Regions from separate parts of the Mus musculus genome. Here all the other regions are linked to region 1. The links are chromatin contacts, called in public HiChIP or PLAC-seq maps. All regions are on one chromosome and are shown on one strand. The core of a region is the stretch at or near the end of the contact, and the rest is flanking DNA. Distances in the headings are between cores, read along the strand shown.

Region 1 (3,820 bases), core at 521-3,020:
TGCCTGGGAAGATCCACTTAGACTCTTATTCAAGAAGTTGTCAATTAAACATCTTTGCATTACCCTTTCTGCAAAAAAAAAAAAAATGTCAATAGACATTCAAGTTCAAGGCCAAAGGAGGATAGAGGTCATCTGAAGAGTAATTACCAAAATTAACAAACGATTAATTACCTACAAATTGTCATGAGAAGTTAAAGGTGACAACCCACTCAAATCCTGGGTTAACTAAGCCATCTTTTTAAAAAGGAGCCACTGTTTTCAAAGGAGAAATGTCGGATCCTGGGAAGTTAGATTACATATGTTATGGCAAAAACGTTTCCCAGACGATGGTGATGAAGCGGTTTAACTGCAGAGTAATTCCATCAGCATTTGTTTGTTGGTTTATTCCAGGCACCTCTGGGATTCATAACACTGCCTCAGTACACAAAACGAAACCCCCACAGCAATAAAAGAGTTACAAATATTTATAAATTAACTTGCATACTCACCAAGCAAACTTCTGGTTATTCATTCGATTTCCTCGGACCCTGGATACCGGGGATGGATGTACCCTGTCAACAGACCAGAGTAAGTCAGTCATTGAGAAAACACATTCCTCGCTGCACACAGTCTGCTTAATCAGTGAACTTTCTTAGGATTGCTTCCTTTGTTCTCCCTGTGAACTTGACCAACTCTTAATAAACAGGTGCAATTAATTAAATTCCAGGGCCTGCTTTGTTCTTTATCTCTCCCGAGGTACCAAGGTGCCACACATTAACTGCAGAACCAAGAATTTCATTGAACAGATGTACTCTTTAGCAGAAGAAACAGCTACTGAAGATGTAATTATTGCCTGGGGGGTAAGAGTGCATATAATATTCAGAGGGCGTGGTACCTGTCCTCAGTGAGCCCTCTTATGTCCGTTCCCATGGAAACTGCACAAAGAGACAATGAAGTGGCCATTCTTTGGGTCAATTTCTAAATGTAAAAGTTACAAAAACAGCAGGACTTCACCCACACATCCAGAAACAGGGTTTGTGTGGACAGGATGGGATGGGAGGAGAGACAGTTATTTCCAGGAGACAGGCTTTCTGGAATCTATGTTTGTGTTTGAGATCCGGAAGGCAAAGTGAATTCAAAGTGCTAGCCATGTAATAGACGTCAATATATAGCTTCCTAATCTTCCGGGGTTGAGTCATGCAGGGTTTGAGTTCAAAGCATCCAGGAACTACTGGTATTCTCTAACTTGGAGCCAGCGGCCCTATCCTTCTCTTCCCAGTTACCAGCTGGGAAACCCTATGGCCTACTTCAGCTGCCTTGTGGCTGCCTTCTCTCTTGCTGGCTTAGGATGCTTACCTAGGGTTCATGAGATCTAGTCATGCTTTCAGCTTGAGTCCTCTTCACCAGTCTCCACACCCACACATTACTTTTATTTACAGGGAGGGAGGAAAACAGAAGGGGAGGAAGTCAGGGAAGGATGAAGGAAAGAAACAAAATTACCTTAATTGGCCTTAAGACTCCCTTAAAACCAAAGTCTGGGGTCCCTTTGAACCCCGGCCCCTTGTTGCTGTTCAGTGAAAATCACATCAAAACAGACAGGGCATGCCAGGCCAGCCTTTTCTGCATCTTTCCCAAGCCTCGAGCTGGCCTGTACTTCCTACTTGATTCCTCGAGCATTATTAACACGCTTCTTCTCCTAGGCTTCTTGATGGTGGCTGCAGCTGAGCTGCTCAGCACAGATTTTCTGCTCTGCATGGGGGAAGGGGGTGATAATTATGCAGAAAGATGGAGGGAGGCCAGACAGCCCCTCGCTGAACTGCCTTATTCAAGCACAGCCCCACTTCCTGCTGATCTGCAGCCACAAGGATCACCTGTTGGTCTTGGCAGCTGTCCAAACTGGGGCCCTGGCGGAAATGACAGAGTCAGCGAGAATGAAAGCCGGTTTATACTCCAGCCCCTCAAGATACACATACTTATCTTTCTCATGTATGGAGATACATCCGAGGGAGACAAGAGTTACCTAGAAGGTAGCAAAAGCCATTCTGCCCTGCTTTCTTGAAATAGCATACTCACAGTGAATTTCCTCTCTAGAGCCTCGCTGACGTCTTGGTCCCAAGAGTTAAGTGTATTTTCAGAGGTCATTTGCTTCAAGGATTCAGCTCTCCACTACTCACCAAGTCCTTCAAGCCTTTATCCCCTTTACTGCAATCCTGAAGCCCAAAAGTACAGAGAAACCCTGTCGTCCTCATGGTCACCTCCAGCTGAAGTTGAATGATCACAGTATCTGGCATCATGGCTGCCCACTTCACATCTCATGGGAACATGAGGGAGGGAGGCTTGGGTTCACTACTCCGTAAGTATAAAGCCTTCTAGACATTGGTATCTTTGAGAAAAAAATTCGGTGATCCTAGACCAAATTCTATAAATACACAATTTCCATCATGGTTTGGGGGGGGGGGGCGAGAAACAAAAGCAGAAAACTGATTCTGATTATCTGTATGACCAAATAATTCTAACATTTCTTAAACTCAAACGAGGAACGGGCAAGTATCTTCTTCCTCTGAGTCTACTTCATCCAAAAATTCAGATCACAACTCTTACATGTCAGCTATCACTTAAAATTTTACTCCTTCAAAAGGACATGCACATGCCAGAGTTTGGGTGAGCTCCATTTTAAATGGCAGCCCCTCTGCTATCTGCCTTTTCCCCACATACAGCAGCCAGGCAGGTAGCAGAGTCAAAAACCCAGTAGCACAAACTACCGTCTAATCTGCATGTCATGCATTATTCATGATCCCCTGATTTCTGCACCTGCATCTAGGCAGGAAGCTTGCTGGGCACGTTCATTATTCTTCTTGGAGCCTCACACAGGCTCCATTACTCCTGAGCCACTTTGTTCTGTAACTAAGGGTTTCAGGCCTTAGTGCTAACTGCTGGATATGAAAAGAAAAGGGACACTCCAGGCAGAAGCGAGGGAATGATCTTGGTGTTGTGTAACACAGCGGATCTGACAATGCACTCTACAGATACTGATTGCTATGTGGGATATTACTGCTCACGCGGGGTGATTTACATCACACAGAAGAGGCCCGGCGCACCACCAGGGCCCTGTACACCAGTTGTTCTATTTATACACACTGACTCATCTGGGGCTCCAGGCATGTTACGATTTCACTTGATTCTGAGCTTTTCTTCTTTTTCACTTTCTTGCTATGTTTGAACCTCTTTGATATCTTAATGTAAAAATAATTCTCCCTTCTATGGGTGCGAGGACTGAACCTGCTTCTCAGATTCTGTGTCATAATGACTGTTAAGAGTTAGGAGACTGACGGCTCTGCTCTTCAGTGCCTCCAGGAGGCGACACGAATGACTGGCAGTAAGAGGTGGCATGTGGAGTCTCGGTCCTAGACACAAGCTATGAAGCACTGATGAGTTTCTGGGGGTGGGGACACTATCTCACCCACATACTGTGCGGCCACTTATGACATCAAGGAGAACTGACACAAAGAAATGTGGGGTGCAGACTGTCTAGCCGCCTTTCCTGGGATTAACCCAAAGCGTTGCCAGCTAGCAACAGTGCATTCTAAGGCAAGTCACAATATCTACCCAGATCTCAGTATCCGCATCTGTCCAAGGGACATTGTTACAGTTATGGGAAACACACAGAGGACCACAGCCTCGAGCGTTTGTAAGAGGACTGAAACAATCCCATTGTCTAGTCACCTAGTGTCCCATGTCCCTATGATATTGCTGTAAGCAAAACTACAGTGCTGCCAGTGACATCAATGTCTATCACATACAACCATGCTCAGTGCATACCATGACATCTGATAGTGATGCT
Region 2 (3,820 bases), core at 510-3,009, 1.7 Mb after region 1:
ATTTCTAACTTCCTTAGACTGGCCTCTGAAATCACACACCCCCAGGCCCAGATACTTATAGGTACTTTGGTGACAGTGACGCGCCAGCCAAACAAGTATAAATGCAATACTACCGAGCCTGAGAACCGGTGCCCCGTGCTCTCCAAGCGCTTCCAAGAAACACACACTTTCACACACGCACACAGGCGAAAGCCAGGCAAGCCATCCATCACCAGTCACCAGGATCCTCCTGGGATCCGCGCTTTTCCTTGAGTCCTCTGCAGACTTGCCAACTCCTCCCAGGTCCCAAGACCACTCTGAGTCTACTTCCCTTCCTCCCGCTCTGGGCAGCCAGCCGGTCCCCAAGACCAGAGCAGCAACGAATCGCTTTCTCTCCCATTCCCATATCCCAAAAACAGAACGAGGGGAGCACCGGAGCGCGCCACGTGGAGCGCAAGCCAGCAGCCAGATCCAAGACAGTTCTTAAAAGAGAGGCCCCTGCCTTGCCAGTCCGGGTGGCCCCAGTCCCGCCCCCTGGCACCCACAACTTACCTGGTTAGGATCCGTGGCGCGGAAAACGTGGCAGGCCATCTGTGACTCGGGGTCGTCGGGCTGCGCCTTGATCAAATAGGCAAAGTAGGTGAGGTCGTGACTGTTGTGGATGAAGCGCGAGATGTGCTGAGCCTTGTGCTCGAAGATGAACACCCCGGTGTTGGGCTGCACAGCCCCGGAGCCTGCGCCCCCGCCGACCCCGGCACCCGGCGCAGGGACACAACGCAGAAAGGGGGCGCTGAGCACCAGGATCACCTCCCGGGCTGCGGGCGCCCCGCAGCCGCCCGCATCGGGCTTCTGGCTGCGCCGACGGATCTCGGCCATGAGCCAAGGGAGCATGGGTAGCGTGGTCCTGCGATCCAAGCAAGACCCTCCCACGTACCATAGCCGGAAGCGCTTGTCGCCAGGCTTGGTGGCACCTGGCTGTGCTGGGGCACTCGGCTCAGGCTCCAGGGGGTGCGGGAAAGGCTCATCCTGAATGCAGCTAGGCGACTCCATAACTCGCGCCTAGCGAGGGCACCGCGCCCCCAACTCTCACTGTGCAGGAGCCGAGGAAACTGCTAACTGTCGCCCCAGGCCCCCGCGCCTGCCTTGGTGCCACCAGTTCTTAAAGTCCGTGCTTCAGCGGCCCTGCCCCATGCGACACTTCCCCGGGCGCGGCTCCGAGCCTTTGGCTGCAGCTCAGTGGACTAGCGGGAGACCCAGGCTCACGCGCGCATCCTCCTTCCTGGAGATCGCGCCCCAGGGCAGGTCTGTTCTCCAGCCGCCGGTCCGTCCTTGGGGTCCGGGACCAGGGCAGCCGCGGTCTCTCGATCCTGCTCGGGCTCCTGCTCCTGCAGCCCGCTGCGGCCGGCGCGCTCACCCAGCGCTGGCACGGGAAGGCTGGGCGGAGAGTGGAGCTGTGGGCGGGAAGGGGCGACTGGGGCGGAGCTGACTCCTAGCAGGGTGACCGGCTGTCACCTGGAAGGTCGGGGGTGCCCGCTTGCGGCCCGCTCAGTCCTGGAGAACTAGTCCAATGGAAAATAACAAAAACAAACGTGGCCTCGAGCAGGCAGCTCCTGCACCCGCCGATTCTGCAGCCCAGCTCGCTGCTCCTCCTCCAGGGTTCCCGTCCCTCCCTCGCTCGCTCCTTCCTTCCTTCCTCCCAGGCTGCTACTTTAAAGCCGGCTGCTACTCCGCCTCTAGTCTACGGGCGCAGAGCTTTGCCAAGAAGCTGAGGTCGCCTCCCTGCCTCCTCCTCCGGCCTCCGCCCCTCATCTCGCCTCGGGGGGCAGTCGTACCCAGCTTGGCGAGGGCACTTCCCGGAGCAGGCTGGCCTCTCTCCTCCTGGAGACTCTACTGCCCCCTGGAGAGGGGCCATTCGCAGTGGGGCGCTGGGATTTTGTTTTTGAGCAATATTTGCTTAGTTTTATTCTGTCTAAAGCCTGAATATTACTATGTTCTGCATCCTTTTTCTTAATCTCAAGGACTCATCAGGATTTGATCACAATTCTATGATAAAATACATTCCAATATTCACTTTAAATTTCAACATTGCTTGATATGAATCTTCCCATTTCTTAGTGCAGCTAACTTCTTAAAATACACAGAAGTTAAACTTCTTTACCCATGCCCATTTCAGAGCTAGTGCAAAATTCTTCCCTTTTACATATGAGAATACATATTTCAAAAAAATTAGGGATAATTTGATTATTGTAATTTTAAAACAAAACAGTAAAATATAATTCCTTTTCCATTCTAGCATTTTAAATGGGTTTTGTTATTGGTGCTGCTGTGTGTTTAGTGTTAGTATTTTTAAGTCAAAGTCTCCTTCCTAGATAGTACAGGTTGACTTGGTACACTCTATCCTCCTGCCTCAGTTTTCCAAGACCTGGGATTATAGGAATGTACCACCATCCTCGGTGAACTCTCATACCTTCGTTATACCTTTGCTGGATGATAAGGAATGAGCAGGAGAAAAACCAAAATAAAGGAGGAAACTTTAGGGGTTTTTGTTTTATTTTGTTTTTCGAGACAGGGTTTCTCTGTGCAGTCTTGGCTGTCCTGGAACTCACTATGTAGACCAGGCTGGCTTCGAACTCAGATCCACCTGCCTCTGCCTCCCGAGTGCTGGGATTACAGGCATGTGCCACCACTGCCCAGCAGGAGGAAACTTTAGACTTACTTTTTTCCAGGTGCTTAGAAGAAAAAATGAAAACTCCAGGGTTTTGTTTTGTATTTAGTGGTCTTGTGATTTTCTCTAGGGTCATTTTGCTTCCTGTTCAGACAAAGTCAATAGGGTCAAATATGCTACACTTCTGGGACCACCACATAGCTAGCCTCTTTTTAAGAACCATCTATGTTCCAGGATGAAGATGTTATCAATTGGTTGAAGTCGTTTACTTTAACATGAAAAAAAAATCTCTGTGGAAAATACAACTCAAGTCTTCAAGGAGGAATTAAACACTCTGAGAACAGAGATAGAAATTGTCTAAGATTACAGCAGACTTCGTGCACAGATCTCATTTCCCTAAGTCGCACCTCTGACACTTGTGAAAGAGAAGGAAAAGAAAAAAAGCCATGGCTCAGTTAGAGAAGCCTTAGTGGTCCCTCCAAGTCAATCAGTGTGCGGACTAGGACTGTGTTTGGAGCCCCACTGGACCAGTTCCTACTGGCATAATTAACTCAAGCCAGAGAGAATAAACTTTTGGTGATTGGCAGGAAAGGCAAGCTAACTGTGGTTGTACCGGTCACTCTTTATTTCAGAGATGTTTACCTTTCATTTATAAATCGTACTACTATCTGGGAAGATGGCTGTCTCTGCCCTCTTTAAGTTGAGCATGGCCACGTGACATGACAACGATGTGTGAACAGAAGTGACTCGGGTCATGTCTGAAGGACAAGCATTTAACTGGAAGCAGAAGACTGCACACTTGTCCCACTCTTGCTCTCCGGTGGCCATGGTGAAAACAACACATTCAGATGGAGGAGCCTCGTGATCAGAGAAGAACGGAATGCTGAGCCATCGCTCTGAGGACAGCTGTCCTGGAAAACGCCAGGGGCAAGAGAGACGCCTCACACATAAATGATAAACTCTTATCCTACTAAACCACTGGGATTGTGGGTATATTAAATATTAGTTTCCTTATTAACCTGTCCTAGCCTGTCAAATAAAATACACATTCACTAGTATATACTTATCATAACCTATTTTATAAATACTGATGGAGTCGACCTAGTAGTTACATGAACTATGTGGTAAACTGTTAGATTCTTACAATTACTGTTTTGCCCCCAGAACTTACAGAAT
Region 3 (3,820 bases), core at 663-3,162, 1.4 Mb after region 1:
TAGCCCCTTAACGTTTTATTTAATTGATAGTACGCATATACTGGATATACAGCTATGTTCTATGTGAAGCCTATAAACTTTGATTTACATTTTTCTTGGGGTGAAGCATATTTTTCCTCATCTTTAGGTTATCATTATTCTCTCCTGCATAAACAATAAATTGGAAGATACACTGGGTATTATATAATAAATAATTATATGAATTAATAATAATAATTGTACAATAATAATTCACTAATGATAAAATTCATTATTTTATAGGTAAAGAAAGTAGGATTCTTGAGAAACTGCACTGAGTTCTAGGACCACATTATTGATTTCTATTATATCCTGGCTTTGACAATCCTCCAGATGGTAGAAATTTAAGCAGATAAATAGTCTCTTTTTTTTTTCTCTAAAAGGATATGAATAAAAGATTTTGGCTAGAGACTACTCAGAACTTAATTCTGCCCACATTTTTCAGTCTTCTTGATGGTGCCTTATTCAAAGAAACCCAAGCATGCTATACAACGTCACCTGAGTGAAGATGGGATCTTTTAATGGCCCCTGTGTTGTCCCAGTTGCTTAAATATATGAATGTGGAGTTTAATGGTGACCTCCACATACCCTGTTGGGGTAAGGATACCTTTGCTACAAGAGATAACCATGTTTGTTTTAATGTTCAATTAATGATAGGTACAGCAAGAAATGGTTTTGTGGAATTAATAGAAATTCATGCTTGAAGAGCAGTGTTCTGGAAGGACCGGCAGAAATTTGACTTCTTCCTTGGCCGGCATGTTCTCACGAGTCTGATAAGCTATTCCGCCCAGATTCCAAACCACTGAACTTCCTTAAGTTTGCCCAATGAAGAAATATCAAGCCTCTGCTCTCCATGAGGCTAGAACATTGAAGATGGGGTTCTATTTTTGGCTGTCAGAGATCTGCAGAGGGCAGCCTTTCTCTGTTGCCCTTGCCAACCAGCTACAGGAAGAACACTATCCAAAGACCACATGACATTTTTAAAACAAGACACATATTTCACACGCATGTCATAGATCAAAAACGATTGATATTTCCTTGCTGGGTGTAAGGGTAACTCTTTCCATGAAGACCGGAGGAGCCTGATAGAGCATCTTTAAGTCACTGCTAAATATTTTGCTCTCTGAAGTCATCTAACTGAGAACCTCATGACTACTTCAATACTCTTCTGAGAAGGCGGCTCAGGAGGCCAGAGCAAACCTAGTTCTGCTCATCAGACTTAGCCATCACTACCCAAGAAGTTCACTTTGTAATGCTATCCAGTCAGAGAGTGAAATTTTTTCCAAAAGATTCCACTGAGGGAAAATGTTTTCACTGTGACCCGGTTAAAAACTAAGGCTGAATACAAGAAGCACGGAAAAGACTGACACAATAGTGAGCTATAGGAAAGAAATAAGGGACCAAGTACCAAATAATATTTTAAATAAGGTGGAAGGAATGAGTACCTTATTTGTTCACCACACTTACCATGCATATTTATTTTTAAATGGTCAAGTTTCTGAACCAAACTAAATTACTTTCCCTCCTCCAAAAGTTACATTTAAAAACATGCTTCTTAGAAACATCAGGGCACATCTAATTATAGCACGCACTCCTCAGTGATGTGCTCACAGCCATTTTAAGGAGACTGAGATTCTCTTTGCTCAGTAAGGGAGGGACAAAAAGGTCTATTTTTTTTTCCGGGAAAATATAGATTGTCAAATGAATGTGGCTTGAAATACAATCTGCTTTAACTCTGCTGGAAGTGGACCTCTTGACCTCTGGCTTCCAGCCTCCACCACCACACCCACCAGCCTCCATTTCATGTTTCACCCTGGCAGGTCCCCAGGATACCAAGCTACAGAACTCCCTCCCATTAGCTGCAGGAATCCAGAATATCCATGGCAACCGGTCTCTAACCCCAGGGAGAAGGCAGCAGAATTGAAAGGCTCCATTCTGCTTCTACATCCACAGCTCAGTGAACTGACAGCTTGGTGGTTTCCTCGGTTCCATTAGATTAGGATGCACTTTTCCCTCTTTCTTTTTATCCTCATCTTTTTATCCACGGAGATAAATCTCAGCCACAGTTAAGATGTTTTGTTTTATTTTATTTTATTTTGTTTTATTTTATTTTACTTATTTTTACAAAGGAGTCTTATCCCTTCTGCTGGCCACCTCTGCACCCATCAGGAAACACAGTCTTTACACAACACTTGCATTAAAAGACTTATCCAAAGAAAATGAGCCATAGTTTCTGCTGCTGGTCTTTCTGCATTCTTATGCAAACATTCCGTGTTTAGTGTGCATGTTTTACAAATTGCTAGTGGATATCTGATTTGGAGAAGTGCAAGTCATGTGTGTGACATGATTTTATAAAAACTGTCAGGGAGATAACAAAACACATACAATTTTATCATGAGATTAAGTTGTAGCATCAAATAACTATAATCATGTTTAAGTCATTGTTTGTGCCACAGATATTTAGACAGGATAACAGATTGCACGGTGCTCTTGCTGTTTGCCAATGGAGCCTGAATAACTAATTTGCACTCCATGCCCTGTGGAATGGCAGCTGAGTCCCCAGTGAATAAGGGGAGAATGAGACAGAAGTAGACCATTTGGTCTGCAGAATCAAAATGAGGCAGAAATGTTATGTATGGTACATAGTCGACAGTCATATGTTGCTCCCATGGTTGCCTGACTATTAGGACTGCTAAAGGAGGTCAAACTGTCTGTCAGCACTTCTTAACCCTTCGAGGGTGCAGAAGACATTTTTGACAGATAATAAGATCTATGAGGTCTCCTCTTGGGAGAATGTAGGAACACATAAGTTAGAGAGGTAGACATTGTACATAGCGCTGTAACCGCAACATTCAGTAAGGTGAGTCAGAGGTGGAGAGAGAGAAAGAGATGGAAGGAACGGGGAGGGAGAGAGGTAAGGAGGGAGAGAAGGAAGAATAGGGAGAGGGAGAGAGAGAACCAGCTAGACACAGGTAAATTTAGAAGGAATGCTCTCCCTTTAAGTGGGTAGATTGGGAAGCAGGGGGGGGGGGCAGAGGGTATAGGGGATTTTGGGGGAGGAAACCAGGAAAGGGGATAACATTTAAAATGTAAATGAAGAAAACATCTAATAAATAAATATAAAAACAAAAAACAAAAACAATGACTACAATCCTAGTATGCTTGAATACTAGGGTTTCCACAAAGAACAGCAGGCTGGGAGAGTTTTAAGAAAGCAACCTTCTGGCGGTTATCATGTAGAAATGAGAATTGATCCATTCCTATCTCCTTGTACTAAGGTCAAATCTAAGTGGATTAAGGAACTCCACATAAAACCAGAGACACTGAAACTTATAGAGGAGAAAGTAGGGAAAAGCCTCGAAGATATGGGTTCAGGGGAAAAATTCCTGAATAGAAGAGCAGTGGCTTGTGCTGTAAGATCGAGAATCAATAAATGGGAGGGACCTCATAAAATTGCAAAGCTTCTATAAGGCAAAAGACACCGTCAATAAGACAAAAAGACCACCAACAGATTGGGAAAGGATCTTTACCTATCCCAAATCAGATAGGGGACTAATATCCAATACATATAAAGAACTCAAGAAGGTGGGCTCCAGAAAAACGAATAACCCCATTAAAAAAATGGGGCTCAGAGCTGAACAAAGAATTCTCACCTGAGGAATACCGAATGGCAGAGAAGCACCTGAAAAAATGTTCAACATCCTTAATCATCAGGGAAATGCAAATCAAAACAACCCTGAGGTTCCACCTCACACCAGTCAGAATGGCTAAGATCAAAAATTCAGGTGACAGCAGATGCTGG

What was found. HiChIP or PLAC-seq counts read pairs in DNA pulled down with a chosen protein or histone mark.
Region 2: an H3K4me3 HiChIP or PLAC-seq map of stem cell-derived neural progenitor cells shows a contact between it and region 1, with 6 times the contacts expected there. The contact joins the promoter of Tbc1d4 here to the enhancer-like site in region 1. A contact is called at or near these places in 5 of 39 promoter capture datasets (the C10 cell line, embryonic stem cells, frontonasal cranial neural crest and 2 more), 2 of 484 Hi-C or Micro-C datasets (cortical neurons and myocytes) and 5 of 115 datasets of contacts at active chromatin or transcription factors (astrocytes, embryonic forebrain, embryonic stem cells and 1 more).
Region 3: an H3K27ac HiChIP or PLAC-seq map of neural progenitor cells shows a contact between it and region 1, with 18 times the contacts expected there. The contact joins two enhancer-like sites. A contact is called at or near these places in 2 of 484 Hi-C or Micro-C datasets (3T3-L1-derived adipocytes and the C10 cell line) and 4 of 115 datasets of contacts at active chromatin or transcription factors (VIP interneurons, double positive thymocytes, neural progenitor cells and 1 more).

What each region holds. Positions count from the first base shown.
Region 1 is chr14:99,941,546-99,945,365 of GRCm38.p6, forward strand. Klf12 (Kruppel-like factor 12) reads right to left here. Exons shown (of 7, transcript NM_010636.3): 5 at 489-551. Among named protein-coding and RNA genes, the nearest start is that of Gm22970, 170 kb to the left of the region's middle. Within about 2 kb of position 1,771, at least 123 of the 459 cell types and tissues checked have an H3K27ac peak or open chromatin away from gene starts, as enhancers often do. A contact at or near this core is called in VIP interneurons, cortical neurons, embryonic forebrain and 3 more, where this site is marked.
Region 2 is chr14:101,607,432-101,611,251 of GRCm38.p6, forward strand. Tbc1d4 (TBC1 domain family, member 4) reads right to left here and starts at 1,760. Exons shown (of 19, transcript NM_001081278.2): 1 at 532-1,760. The coding sequence starts at 1,029.
Region 3 is chr14:101,350,604-101,354,423 of GRCm38.p6, forward strand. No RefSeq gene overlaps it. Among named protein-coding and RNA genes, the nearest start is that of Gm34361, 150 kb to the left of the region's middle. Within about 2 kb of position 1,913, at least 77 of the 459 cell types and tissues checked have an H3K27ac peak or open chromatin away from gene starts, as enhancers often do. A contact at or near this core is called in VIP interneurons, neural progenitor cells and oligodendrocyte precursor cells, where this site is marked.